Linked DNA regions of Mus musculus: all the other regions are linked to region 4. A link is a contact called in public ChIA-PET and promoter capture Hi-C data. All regions are on one chromosome and are shown on one strand. The core of a region is the stretch at or near the end of the contact, and the rest is flanking DNA. Distances in the headings are between cores, read along the strand shown. Region 1 overlaps Galnt2 (polypeptide N-acetylgalactosaminyltransferase 2). Region 2 overlaps Galnt2 (polypeptide N-acetylgalactosaminyltransferase 2). Region 3 holds the start of Galnt2 (polypeptide N-acetylgalactosaminyltransferase 2). Region 4 holds the start of Rab4a (RAB4A, member RAS oncogene family).

Region 1 (3,016 bases), core at 255-2,754, 510 kb after region 4:
TGATCTGTTTGACAAGGGCAGAACATTGAAGGCATCTGTGGTCAGGCAGTTTCCAGACCTCCTGCTGGGCAGAGCTCAGGATCTTGGCCATCCGCTCCATGTAGGGAGAATGGCCACCCTACAGAGCTCCGAGGCTCTGGCATTCGGCCTGGAAGAGATAAGCACAGGGGGGAACGTAAGCCGCTCACCCAGGCAGTTCATGGGAAGGTTGCCCTGGAGCTCAGCCACTTGGATGCCAGAGGAGCGGAGCAAACGGAGGCATGGATGGCTCCGTGTGAGGCAGGACTGGGCCATCCCACGTGTGGAAGCTGTAGTTGGAGGATATCTGCAGCTGGGGACTGAGGCAGGCATCTGGGGAACCCAGGCAGGCATCTGGGGGACCCAGACAGGCATCTGGTCAAGCAAGGGAAGGAGTGCATTGTGGTTCCTGTTGGCTGCTCTGCAGCTGAACTCCTGGGAGAGCTCTGTCATCAGGAGGAATGAGTTTAAAGGGACAGGTCTTGCTTTGACTCTCAGGAATGGCTGCTGGTGAGGTGTTCTTAGGGAGATTAAGGGAGCGCTCACAGCACTGTGTAAGGCTGTTATTTTCTCAAAGTTTTCCATTAAAAGCTAACGTCTGGAAAACGGAAGGTGGTGGAAAGTGGGTGATAGTCCTGATGAAAGAGTTTCACTGCCTCCTGCGACAGCTCAGCCTGCAGAATGCACCCCATGAGGCTCTGCAGGTTCAGATTTCCTCTGTGAGCTGGCACCACCTCCCAGGCTGCCCAGCCTGAAGTGTGCCAGGCCAGCTACTGGCCCCGTCTGTGCTTTTGTGCTGAACCCCCAGCCTCCCAAAGGGCACGGAGCTTTCCGAGGCAGGGCGGTCAGTGAGGCAGGCAGCGTCTTGTGCCATGAGGTGATGAGTGCTGTGGTTTTGAACTTGGCTCCTCTGATGTTTGTGGTATGTGGTGCCAGGACTATAGGGCGTGAGAAAGCTGTTTTAGGTTAATAATGGTGACATGAGATAAACAAACCCAGGGTGAACAGGGCTTGTCAGACCCTGGCAACCAGACCTTAAGGAGCCTAATTTCAGAGCAGTCTGCAAAGGTCATTAAGTATTTTAGGGTTCGGTTCTCTGGTGTTAGAAGACCCAGGGCATTCTGGGTAGATATCAGGACTGGCTAGGAGCCAGCTGGGACCTGGATGTCCGTCTTGCCCCTGCTGTTGGGAGGGCCACTAAGCATTTTGGTTAAGCAAGCATTATATAACAGCTAGTTTGGTTCTTTTAACTGTTTTTTTTTTTTTATATCTGCCTCAATTTTTAATTCAGAAGTTATCAAATTGTTCACCTAGGCTTCTGGAAAATTCCATAGCAACCATCTTGAAATGTAGAGCTGTCTGTGCTATTTTGCTGGGCAGAGCTTGAGACATGTATCTAGCTCAGGTAGGATGGGGTGGGGCTGTTTCCAGCAAGCCCATTCTGTGTATCTGACTGCGGCTGGGTCTGCCGTATGTGCCGTTGGCTGTGGTTAGAGGCAGGAACTCTGCTTCTGCAGTATGCTGCTGCCATGAATAGCATCTCTCCACACAGTGTGGAGGTCTCTCAAAAAAACAAAAACAAAAAAACAAAAAAACCACAAAACCATATCTTCTGACAACGGAGCCATACCACTCCTGGGGATTTACCTAGAGGACATTCAAGTCAAGATCACACAGACAGACACTTGCACATTGACAATTACAGCAGCGGTAGTCACAGCAGCCACGTTACAGAGGCAGGCCAGGTGCCATCAGCGTGGGGAAAGGCAAGGACACTGGGGTTGTTTTCAGCTGTAAAGAAGGAGCCGTCATGCCATTTATAGGAAAATTGATGCAATCATATTAGGTGAATAAGCCAATCTCAAAATGACAGACATCACACGCTTTCTCTTATTTGCAGATCCTAGACTTTATATAGACTTTATATACATAAAATCATGTATGTATTTATGACAGGAAGGTAGAAATGAAGCCGTCTAGGTTGGAACAGAGGAGGCGCTTGGGAAGGGAGGGAGAGGTATATGGGAAACAGGCTTAACACAACTACATGTGTATATGAAAACTTAAAAAATAGTTTTTACAAATGAGTCTAAGGGTAGCTGCCTCAGCACAGCCTGGGGCTCTTTGCCTGGCCTGCTTGGTTACAGGTTACAATCAGTGTTCCGCAGAGCCAGGCACCTGCATGTGACTCAGCTCTGGGTATCCCCGGTGAGCCTGCTATCCCCTGGCCAGGTCCGGCTTTGTGATGGTGGTCAGCTGTCTGTAGCTTTCCAGCAGCTGCTCACCCTGGATGCCAGCTCAGGAGTGGGGAACGTGTTTCCAGCTCTGGCTTGGCTAGCACTCCGGCCACACAACAGGCTAGATGACTGTTCCAGACACTTTGGAAACATTGTATCAATTGCCAAGGCAGCCACTGAGATGACAGATCTGTCTTCCCCCAGCTGAGAGGAACTGGGGGGGGGGGGGGCGAATTCAGGCTTCCAGTGAGCCACTGCCTCTGCTCAGGGCCTACATCCTCCCAGTGTTCCTGTGAAAGCAGTCCTCACTGCACTTCCGTGCCCCAGCTGGGAAGCTGAAAGATCTACCTTAAGTTCTTCAGGGTTTTGAGACTTCTGATTGTTAGCATGCTGTAGAGACTCACACGTCGTCCGGTGAGTGGCAAAGGCAGAAATCAGACCAGCCACAGGGCTCCCAGCTACGTTATCTTCCCACCTCAGCAGCAGGAACAGACCTCAGCTCAGGACAGAGTGGGGCACATCTCACTGTCTTCACAGAGCCAGGAGGCTGTTCCCTGTTCCCAGTTCCTCTTGGCAGAATATAGAACTCCCTACATCTCCAGGTGAGGACTAAATTCATTCAAGTCAACTTGGTTCTTTATATGGGGTAGCCTGGTCTATTCCAACTCAAGGTGTCAGAACCGCAGGCTAACCCTGAAGCAGAAGGAAGTGGGGGAGGGAGGCAAAGTGAGCAACCCAGAGGAAACAGAGGACTGTGTGCA
Region 2 (3,143 bases), core at 619-3,118, 460 kb after region 4:
ACCATAATACACGTTGTACACATAACATGGTGCCCACGGTACATGCCTATTTGTCTGTGCATGTGACATGTGTTTGCATGCATGTTCTAACATTCCAGGTGAACTCCCCAGAGACAGCCTGGCCACTGTTTCCTCAGAAGCCGTAGTGAGCTGACTCTCTCTTCCTGCAGAAATCCCCAGGGATCCTTTAGGATCTCCCTCCCCACCTCCACTCCGTTAAGTCCCAGCGCCTGCACTCGGATGGAAATGTTTGCTGTTACGCTTCTCGGTTTGATTAGGTCGTTGGATTAAATTAATTGTCAGGCTGCCTGGAACTAAAGCCTCTTAAAATGAAAACTGTTTTCACTCAGGAAATTTATGCAAGATGAAGAATGGGAAAACCTTCCTGGGGAGGAAAGGCCGGGTCACCTGAATCTGCCTGTCCCTGCTCCCCAAAGCCAGGATGTACACGCCAGCAGGCTCCTTTTGTTCTGTTCTAGATGTGTCTCCCTCTTAGAGCCTCTTGGTTACAAGTGAAAACCGCCCAGGACAGGAGTAAGCTGAAGAGGGAACGCTTGGGGTAGGAGGGCATCTCACTTCACCAAGAGGAAGGAAGGCTGCCAGGAACTGGGACCTGGAGTCAGCCTGGGCCACCACAGTCTAGTGGCCTGGTTCTGTGCCCCAGATCGGTGGCTCTGCTACTTTTTCAGTGGAGGTGTTTTCTGCTCAGATCTTGTATCTGTCTGTCCCTAGTCCAGCTTCTCAGCCTGGGCTGAGCCTCCTTGAGGGAACCCACGAGCCCAATTTAATATGGGCTCCTGCTGCGACCTATCTGCAGAGGGAGTATATGTCATGCAGATGAGGGTAGCTGATAATGGACAGGACTTGGATCATCAGAAAGCATTTTGTACCTCCGCGTTGTGTTTGTCCTTAGCCTGAGTTGCTAGGATATGGTGGAGGGAGAAAGGAAGGACGGTCAGCACAGGTATGAAGGTGCAGGAACTCTGTTCTGAGAAGGGCCCTTTCTGGGGTGGGATTTGCTCTTTCTTATACGAGTTAAACAGAGACCTTTGAGCCTCTTTGTGGGGTCGAGGTATCTGTGTGTGGAGGAAGGCTGTACTGTTGAGCTTCCGTCAAAGCTTGCAGGAAGCTTGTAAAACCCAGGATGACCCTGGTCTGCTCTTGGGCTGTGTGCCAGGATGAAACACACACATTGAGTTTTTCAAGCATCCAAAAAGCAAGCTGTCCTCATGGGCTCAGGAAAGTTTTGCCTGCATTCTGGATTCTGTTCTGAATTCTGCTGCCCGTTTGCATTGAGTAATGACCGCGCCCAGGAAGCCAGAGCGTTGGCATCAGGGTCTGAGATCCTTCTTAATTTCTGATCGCGTGTGAGAGTACTTTCTAAGGTGCTTCTGGCATGAAGAGGTGTCCACCCCACTTGGTTGGCCAGAGAAGCAGAGCCCTAAGCCATGGCACAGACTTGTTGGTTCAGTTCCTGTGATGCCCAGAGCAGCCACTCCACTCTGCACAGGCAGCAGGATGAGCCCTGTACTTCCAGCCCTGCTCTCTCTTCTGCCATGTCTCTCTTTCACGGCTCAGTAGCCTGGTTTGCATCACGCTTTCAGCACTGCGCGTAGGCTGTGTCTGTGGCTACAGGTACCACTGCCATGCCTAGGTGTGTGGGGAGAGGCTGTGGCTGGCCTTCCTCGGGTCCAGAATGTGAGCACCCACCGTGAAGCTGCAAAGCAGCATGGGTACAGCCTGTTTCATGAGTTTGGCACGGCAGCTGCGTGATGTGTTGAGCAATTGATGGGATAGTCCTTACCAAGAGGGCTGGGAGGCAGAAAGTTCTGGCTTCTGATGATGCCTGTAGGCCTTTCACGTGTCAGATGTTCACTGCCCAGGGAGCAACGCATGGGCACGTTATGCCTGGTGGGATAGAAGAAGTCGCTGTCTCTGGCGAAGGCCCTTGGGGAAGGTCTAGCATATGATGTACAGCTCAGAGAACGGAAGGTGCCCAGGTCTCAGCATATGCATAGATGCAGCTTGTCCTTTGCCTTTCTCGGCAGAGTTATGGCAGCACGAGCCAGAGGTCTGACTCACAGAGAGAGGCAGTGGACAGAGGCCTGGGTCCCCTTGCATGTCTGACAGGAGGGCCATTAAACTTGTGCTAACTAAGCCTGGGTCTCTGCCTCATTCTAAGACAGACCGGGGTTCACGCAGGTTTCCTTGGTGCAAGCCTAGCTTTAGCTACAGTTGTATACAGGTCCTGACCTGCTCCACTCTAGCCCTGGCCTGCAGGTTCTCAGGCCATGACAGGTTGTTAGACCTCTGTCAAGATCATATTTCTATCAGTTTTCTGCCATGCCTGGCTGGGGCAGTTTAGCCTGCCTGTCTCCTGTGTTTTCAGAACTGCCCTCTGTGGAGGAATTATCCAAATGTAAATTTCTCAGTCAGGTTCAGGGCTGCCCTGGGCTCATACCCAGGCTTTTATCTTCCTGCTCTTGCCTCTCAGGAGACTCCTGTTGGTCAGGGAACATGGTGTACCATGATGAACATGCTGAGCTTCGAGGTGGTCTGATGCTTCTTCCTACCTGGCCCACTGTCCCTCCTACTTCTGTGCACTTGGCCCAGCCAGGCCGTTCTGAGTGCTTCCACCAGGTGTGGCTGACATTTGCTGCTGCTTTGCCCTTCCCTGTCAGGAAGGCTGGGGAACATGAGGGTCAGCATCCAGAGTCAGACCCAGGGAGCTCGGACTGGCCTCCTGGCCTCAGTGTGAGTCTGCTGCACAGCATGGCCCTTACCAAAGCAGGCGTGAGGAGTGGAAGGCAGAGGCAGCTGTCCACACCCTGCCAGCCTGTGTCACATGACTCTGCAGGAGGGGTGTGACCTGGTCTCCCCTGTCACCCAGTGACGCATGGGTGTCTGTCAGAGCAGGTCAGGTTTTGGTGCCCCGGGTAGTTAGCTGTCACACACTTCTTCCTGGAATGGGCTGGCCTCTGAGCCGCTTGGTGTTACACGTGGTGCCTCCACCCATCGGAACACTGTGCTCTAAGTGGGATCCACGTGCCTCCCTCTCTGTGTCACTATGTCTCTATGCCAACTGAACACCAAACCCTGTGGCTCACAGTCATGAGACAGGCTTGTAGCCCTTGTTCTTCCAT
Region 3 (3,087 bases), core at 367-2,866, 430 kb after region 4:
TCTGTCTCTGTCTCTCTGTTTCTGTCTCTCTGTCTCTCATTTAGCAATCTTCCTGGCTCAACCTCCCGAATGCTGAGATTACAGGTGACACAACCACCATCAGTCAATGTGTGTGTGTGTGTGTGTGCTCGTGCCTGTGTGTGTGCATGTGTGTGTTGGGGAGCATAATCAGATGAAATGTTAGGATTCCTCTTCCACACTCAGCAATATGACTAACTTTCTGTTTTGCTTTTGTAGTAGCAGTTTTGCTGTCCTTTGACTTCTCAGATAGGAAGCATTTGGAGGCAGGGCTCCGGGTGGGGACTTTCTCTTCTGTCCTCTGCAGTTTTCAACAGATACTGATGCTGATGCTATGCTGGGGGAGGGGCCACTTGCTTGTCTCTTTCCTGCTCTTTGGGGTTTGTCCTGCTTCCTCTTCTTTCCCTTCACTCCCAGGCCTCTGAGGGGCAACAGTTGTTCCCACTTATCTGACTGTCCCCAAGACTCTTGGGTGTTTTCAAGCCTGTCATCTCTTCAGTATTTTACAAATCTCTTCCCTGGTCAGTACAGTGCTCGGATTCTAGTACTTGGAACGGAACTTCTTAGGGTATGAGAAACCTGTCTTCTGTGAAGGGTGTTTGCAGAATGGGGTGCCTGGTGGAATGGGGTGCCTGGTGGAATGGGATGTCTTCAGGAATGGGGTGTCTTCAGGAATGGGGTGTCTGGTGGAACTAAGAGGCTTTCCCTTCTCACTTCTGAGAAGTCTGAAGTTCAGGTGAGGCTCAGAATCCTGGTAGCCCAAGGCTTGCGGTGCTCTTTGTTCAGGATTGGGCAGACTGCCGCCCAGGGAGTTCCTTCCTCCTGCAGTGTGGGCAGATCTCAGAAATATTTGCAGGCTCTCAAGTACTGGAAATTCTTTTCCAGACACAGGGACTTAGAGTCACAAGGTCATGGACAAGGTTACAGTCACCAGAGCTGCTGTCAGGGAACTCGCTGCTGCCTGCTCTATTAAGTGGGTTACTATGCTCACCTCATTCCTTCAAGAAAGCAACCAATAAAAAACCGAAAAGATTTAAAAACATAAATTACCATCTATCTCCCCTCTTTTTCACGTTTATTTAAAACCACCACCATTCCATTTTGCTTTTAAGAGCAGGAAGGGTCATCCTTACAAGCAAGCGCCTTGAAATCTACCTTCCCTGTCTTAGTCTTGTTCAGACCACAGGGCAGTGCATTCCTGTTATCCCAGGACTCAGAAGTCTGATGCAAAAGGAGTGCTGCGAGATTGAGGCCAGCATGGGCTGGATGGTGAGTTCGAGGTCAGTCTGGATTATAGGATGAGACCTTATATTAAAAAAGAGAAAGCACAAATAAAAAATAAAAACCCAAGAACCCACTATTGCCCAAATAGTGAATGTGACGGATGGCGGGCCGGGGCGATCTCTGCAGACTGGCCCATTCCAAGTCTTTGGGGAACCGCGCGTCCGCGCCCGCTGCCTCCACCTGCCACTCCCGGGGGCGCGCAGTGGGCGGGGCGCCGCTGCCATGGAGACTCGGCTCCGCCCCCGCGCCCGCCCCTCAGCGTCGATTGGTCGCCCTTTGCTCCCTGACCCCGCCGCTGGGCCGCCGCTTCCTGCCGGGCGCCGAGCGCCGAGCGCCGAGCGCCGCCCGCCGAGCGCCGCGTCTTCCCGCGCCGCCGCCCCGAGCTCCGCCCGCCGCGCGCTCCGCCCGCCGCGCCGCCAGGCTGCCCGGCGGCCGCCCAGAGCGAGGATGCGGCGGCGCTCGCGGATGCTGCTGTGCTTCGCGCTGCTCTGGGTCCTGGGCATCGCCTACTACATGTACTCGGGGGGCGGCTCCGCGCTGGCCGCGGGCGGGGGCGGCGCCGGCAGGAAGGTGAGTGCCGCGAGGCCTGTGCGCCGACCCGGGCCTGCAGCGGGGAGGCGCCGTGCACCGAGAGTGCTCCCCGGCTCGGGGCAGCAGATGTGGGGACCCTGGCCGGGACGCGCGCCTCAAGTTTTCTCCGGGCCCTCAGGCCAGCGGCGCGAGCTCCGGCCCTGTCCGGCTCACCCGCGGCTCTGGGTGCAGCGACTTGCCTCCCGCATGCGGGGCGCGGGCACCCGGAGCCACGTACCGCCCTGCGCCAGGATCTTGGAGGCTGTTATCTCGCTGGCGACACTGCGCTCCACTCCCTGTGCCGGGATCATAGGGACAACCCTTCCGCCGGACTCCCTGCCCCCTGCTCCGTACTCCGCCCAGATCACCCCGGAGCCCCACTCCCTGCTCCGGGATCTTGGGGATCGTTGTCACCCGAAACCCGGTGCTCCCCGAGCCACATTCCGCCCAACTGGAACCCGCGACCCTCTCGTCTTGCGCCCAGATCTTGGGGACCTTGGTCGGGCTGGAACCCTGGTGCTCCAGTGATCAGAGGCGTGATCCCTCCCTATCCTCCCCATCCAGCACCCCGGCAGTGAGGTCGTACCGTGGTTCTGTCAGACCTCCCGTTCTACTTGCTACACTGCCCACCTCGGCCCTTGGCCGCTCACGGCGGCGGGAACTACCTAGCCTTTTGCGCTTGCATTTCCTAACCCCAAGTCCGCATTTCCTAACCCCAAGTCCCTCCTCGGTGTGTGTCTCTGGTGGGTTCGGTAGTGAGGCCGGGAGTCTTAGAGCTTACAGGTTCTGATTCGGCAGTCATCTCGGCTTGGGTACCGAGTGGACACCGAGCGAGCGTGGGATCCTTGCCTTGGTTGGTGCTGTCTAGGCTGTTGTATTCTCTCCTGAGGGGTTTGTGGTGTTTTACTAGCTAACGAGCTTCGAAATATAGTTATCTTTTCCAAAGATTTGTAGCCCTCCTTACTTGATTTTGAGTAACAGTACACGACCAGAAAAGAATGGAGGTAGATCGCGGCTTAGGGAGATAGGGGGTAGAATCTTGAGTAGGATGGACTGCCCATGAGCAGCCGCCGACTTTACCCCTACTCAGACACTGAATGTCAAAGGCACATGGCTGATTCCCTTTTTCTCTGGCATCTTCAAGTTATTCCTAGCTGCAGGTACGGAGGGAGGAAGGAAGGGAGGGAGGAAGGTGGAAGTGTCTTTTTGACTCTG
Region 4 (3,296 bases), core at 51-2,550:
ATGCATGTGCTTTGAATGTAATCGTGTTTGTGGGTGACTCAGAACATTACAGATTTGCATCTGGGAAAGAAAGCTGAGCTCAAAGGTCGCACACTCTCAGGCCTTCAGCGCAGTTCCTTCCTATTTTAACATTCTTTCTTTTTTTTTTTTCCTTTTGTTTTTTTTTTTTGGAGACAGGCTAGATCAGGCTAGCCTCGAACTCACAGAGGTCCACCTGCCTCTGCCTCCCCAGTGCTGGGATCAAAGACTTGCACTACCACTGCTGGGCTATTTTCACATTCGTATATGAAATATCTCTATATCAAATGAATTATTCAGGCAGTCACTCCTGTTATTTTAAAATATATTTACTTATATATTTTTTTGAGTTGTGTCTCTATCATCTTTGTTTTCCCTCCTTGCTGTGTAGCCCAGATAGGCCTTCAACTTGAAACAACCCTGCCTATGCCTCCTGAATGCTGGGATTATAGGCAAGCGACACGATGGTAGACAATCTCAACAGCAAACTTTGCATGCTGTGCCAGCAAGAGACTTCAACAAGATTACGGGATGGGGGCGGGGGCTTCTTTCCCTTCCCACATCTCCTTAATTTTCTGTCATAAAGCACAATAATGAAATATTAGGACAGGCAGCACGGAGGCAGGAGAGAATGTCTGACCCGTGGTAGAGCCTGACAGCGGAGGTTAAAGGTACACGGTAGGCTTCCCACAGCCCAGGCATCTGCTGCTGTGAAGAAGGCAGGATCTTACTTAGGCCCCGGTTTGCTCAGGTGGGTCAAACTCCCGACCCCAATTTGCCTTTCAATAAATGTCCCAACCCTTTTCCTCGGAGGAAGGGGTAGGTTCTGACCTGTATTGCTTCATTAACCGAACACACCTTCGAAATTAGCCTGCAGTAAGAGCCAAGCAGCACTGCTCTGCCCACTAACGTGGTGAGCAGGAGAGTTCTGGTGACCAAACACACCTGCGTGGCTTTCTGCTAGTGAACCCCCTTTCTGTCAAAACAAGCCCTCGGGCGGCCTCCTGTCCACCCTAGCCTGGCAGGTCACTCTTAAGAAAGGCTGAGTCTGTACTGCTAAGCCATCTGGGAGGATCTACGGGCGCAGGCGCCCCCTCCCTAGTCCCGCCCTCCCTCCTTCCTGGTCCCCTCCTTCATCCTCCTTTGCCTTCACCTCCTCCTCCAACTAGGAGCCTCCAACCATTTCTCTTGCCCTCCCTCCTCCCCTTCCCCAGCCCCGCTCCTCCTTCCTCCTGCGACCCCGCCCCTCCCCCTGCTCCGCCGGGCTCCTTCGCCGGGCGGCGGTGCGCAGACGCGGAGCCGAGTCCCGCTGGGCCGCAGCCGGTGGCCGGCTCGCCGTGGGCCCGTTCCCGGCTCTCCACGCTCGGTTCCTCTCGCTCTGCGGAGACTGGAGGACGGACCCCGCGGAGCTGTGGCGGCAGAATGGCGCAGACCGCCATGTCCGAGACTTACGGTAAGACGCGCGGGTTTGCGTACGTGTTTAGAGGGGCAGGCCTTGGGGTCCCGGAATGTTGGGGGCCGGGGTCAGGGTCTCCAGAGCCGGTGTCTAGAATATCGAGATATCCTGCAAACCTCGCGGTGTCAGGAACCAGGCAGAGATATTTAGAGTCTTGGGTGGTTTAGGGTTGGCTTGGGATCCTAGTAATGTCAGCAGCTGGGATCCTGAGAATCTGGGTGTTAGGAGCCAGGTGGAGACACTGAGAATCCTAAAGTGTCAGCGGCTGGGAGGGATCCTGATATTCTTGGGGTGTCAAGGTCGAGCTGGAACTTGAGAATGTCTGGGTGTTTCAGGCTAGGCTGGAATCTTGAGGCTCTAGGGGTATCAGGCGCTGGTCTGGACTCTCTGGCCAGCAGGTGCCCCCTGCTGTGATTCTACCAAGTTCCCTCCCGCTTTGACCCTGGTTTCACTCTACATTTTCCTCCTTGGATTGTTTAAATCTCTCAGGGTTGCAGGAGCCAATTTGTCGTCGATTCTTGTCCTCCTCCCTGCAGCACCAACCGCAGGGATGAAGGCTCAGGGCCACGCCTGCGTTTTGTGTCTCTAGGGGCAGGGTTGTGGGCCTCGGGAGGGTGGGGTGGGGGTGTTGGAATTCCTTTCTTTGCATTGAGATTATAATGAGTTTTAAGTGGATGAATGCTGTCTCTTTTCTGTAGACCCCTGGCCTCGTGTATTTTCCCTCCCTCCCTCTCTCCTCCCGTCCTCCCCTCCAGATATGGTTGCATTATATTACCTTTATAAATACAAATATATGGTCCTCTGATGACCACAGGCCTTGGATATGGAGACATGATTTTTTCATCTTTTTTTCTCCTGCAGCACCCAGCCATTCTCAATGCACGTGCTGGGTGCTCCCCCTCCCCCAGTCGAGGCAAGAATAAACAACCACTACTATGTATGGTTGGCCTGTGCCTGCCAGTCCCTCACGAGACTTGAAACTTTGACGTGGTCTGTGCTCGTCGTCCGAAGGAGGGACTCGCACGGAAAAGCATGACGATCTGTCAGGTTATCTGCAGTTTGTGCCCCTGCTTCCTTCCTGCCACAGGGTGGGGCCAGGGTCTGGCCTGGAAGGCTCTACTCGGTGTACGAGTGCCATGGAAACTTCCCCAAGAGTTTGCGGTCCAACGAGGAGTGGATTTTTAAATTCAGCTGTGACCTTAATGGATAAACAATTAAAAACCAGGCAGCAGGTTCTGAAGGATTCAGCATGGCTGTGTGAGAAAGAGCTGACCTAGATGGGTTAGAGAGGGGCAAGTGGACAGGCAGACCTGGGATGTAGGCCTGGGAGTGTGGATTGGGCATCCGGGCATCCGGGCATCCAAAGGGTGAGGACTCAGTTGAAGAACTTTGGAGTTTGAGAGGGTGGGACGCTGGAAAGTGTGTCATGAGGCACACAGCAGCCTGGTCCACTCTCTCCTGGTACCAGCAATCATCTCTTCCTGTGGCCATGAAGCATAATGCCTGCCCCTGTAAGTTTAAGGTACTCTCCAGGGGGTGACTGGCTTTGTCAGGGCCACAGGTGGTCTACACATGCCTCTGTGTGGTGTGTGTTTCTTCTGCAGAAAGCCACAGTAAGAAACCCCTCCAGCAAAATACACCCTGTAGCTGATTGTCATCCTTTTCTTTGAGTCGGGTAAGGAGTCCCAGGGCGGGGGAGTAGAGTCCTCAAAGAAAGCTTCTCACTCGAGGTGGTGGCCAAGTGAGGCATGGGGACAGCACAGGAAGCAGCTTTATCCCTTGGTTCTCTCAGGCAATGGTAGATATAAGACTGCACACACAC

What was found. Promoter capture Hi-C pulls out the DNA fragments that hold promoters and counts their contacts. ChIA-PET counts read pairs in DNA pulled down with a chosen protein or histone mark.
Region 1: an RNA polymerase II ChIA-PET map of memory CD8 T cells shows a contact between it and region 4, with 6 read pairs. The contact joins the enhancer-like site here to the promoter of Rab4a in region 4. A contact is called at or near these places in 2 of 39 promoter capture datasets (cranial neural crest and second pharyngeal arch cranial neural crest), 6 of 115 datasets of contacts at active chromatin or transcription factors (embryonic forebrain, forebrain, large pre-B cells and 3 more) and 2 of 9 other capture datasets (embryonic stem cells and macrophages).
Region 2: a promoter capture Hi-C map of liver shows a contact between it and region 4, with 1.8 times the contacts expected there. The contact joins the enhancer-like site here to the promoter of Rab4a in region 4. A contact is called at or near these places in 1 of 39 promoter capture datasets (liver) and 3 of 115 datasets of contacts at active chromatin or transcription factors (embryonic forebrain, embryonic stem cells and stem cell-derived neural progenitor cells).
Region 3: a promoter capture Hi-C map of embryonic stem cells shows a contact between it and region 4, with 2.7 times the contacts expected there. The contact joins the promoter of Galnt2 here to the promoter of Rab4a in region 4. A contact is called at or near these places in 3 of 39 promoter capture datasets (embryonic stem cells, hippocampal neurons and stem cell-derived epiblast-like cells), 4 of 484 Hi-C or Micro-C datasets (LSK cells, embryonic stem cells and nephron progenitors), 3 of 115 datasets of contacts at active chromatin or transcription factors (embryonic stem cells and pro-B cells) and 1 of 9 other capture datasets (adipose tissue).

What each region holds. Positions count from the first base shown.
Region 1 is chr8:124,316,462-124,319,477 of GRCm38.p6, forward strand. The region is part of intron 3 of Galnt2 (polypeptide N-acetylgalactosaminyltransferase 2); the gene reads left to right. Among named protein-coding and RNA genes, the nearest start is that of Galnt2, 87 kb to the left of the region's middle. Within about 2 kb of position 1,505, at least 129 of the 459 cell types and tissues checked have an H3K27ac peak or open chromatin away from gene starts, as enhancers often do. A contact at or near this core is called in forebrain, memory CD8 T cells and regulatory T cell precursor, where this site is marked.
Region 2 is chr8:124,263,068-124,266,210 of GRCm38.p6, forward strand. The region is part of intron 1 of Galnt2 (polypeptide N-acetylgalactosaminyltransferase 2); the gene reads left to right. Among named protein-coding and RNA genes, the nearest start is that of Galnt2, 33 kb to the left of the region's middle. Within about 2 kb of position 1,869, at least 59 of the 459 cell types and tissues checked have an H3K27ac peak or open chromatin away from gene starts, as enhancers often do. A contact at or near this core is called in liver, where this site is marked.
Region 3 is chr8:124,229,778-124,232,864 of GRCm38.p6, forward strand. Galnt2 (polypeptide N-acetylgalactosaminyltransferase 2) reads left to right here and starts at 1,617. Exons shown (of 16, transcript NM_139272.2): 1 at 1,617-1,872. The coding sequence starts at 1,750.
Region 4 is chr8:123,804,696-123,807,991 of GRCm38.p6, forward strand. Rab4a (RAB4A, member RAS oncogene family) reads left to right here and starts at 1,301. Exons shown (of 8, transcript NM_009003.3): 1 at 1,301-1,471. The coding sequence starts at 1,441.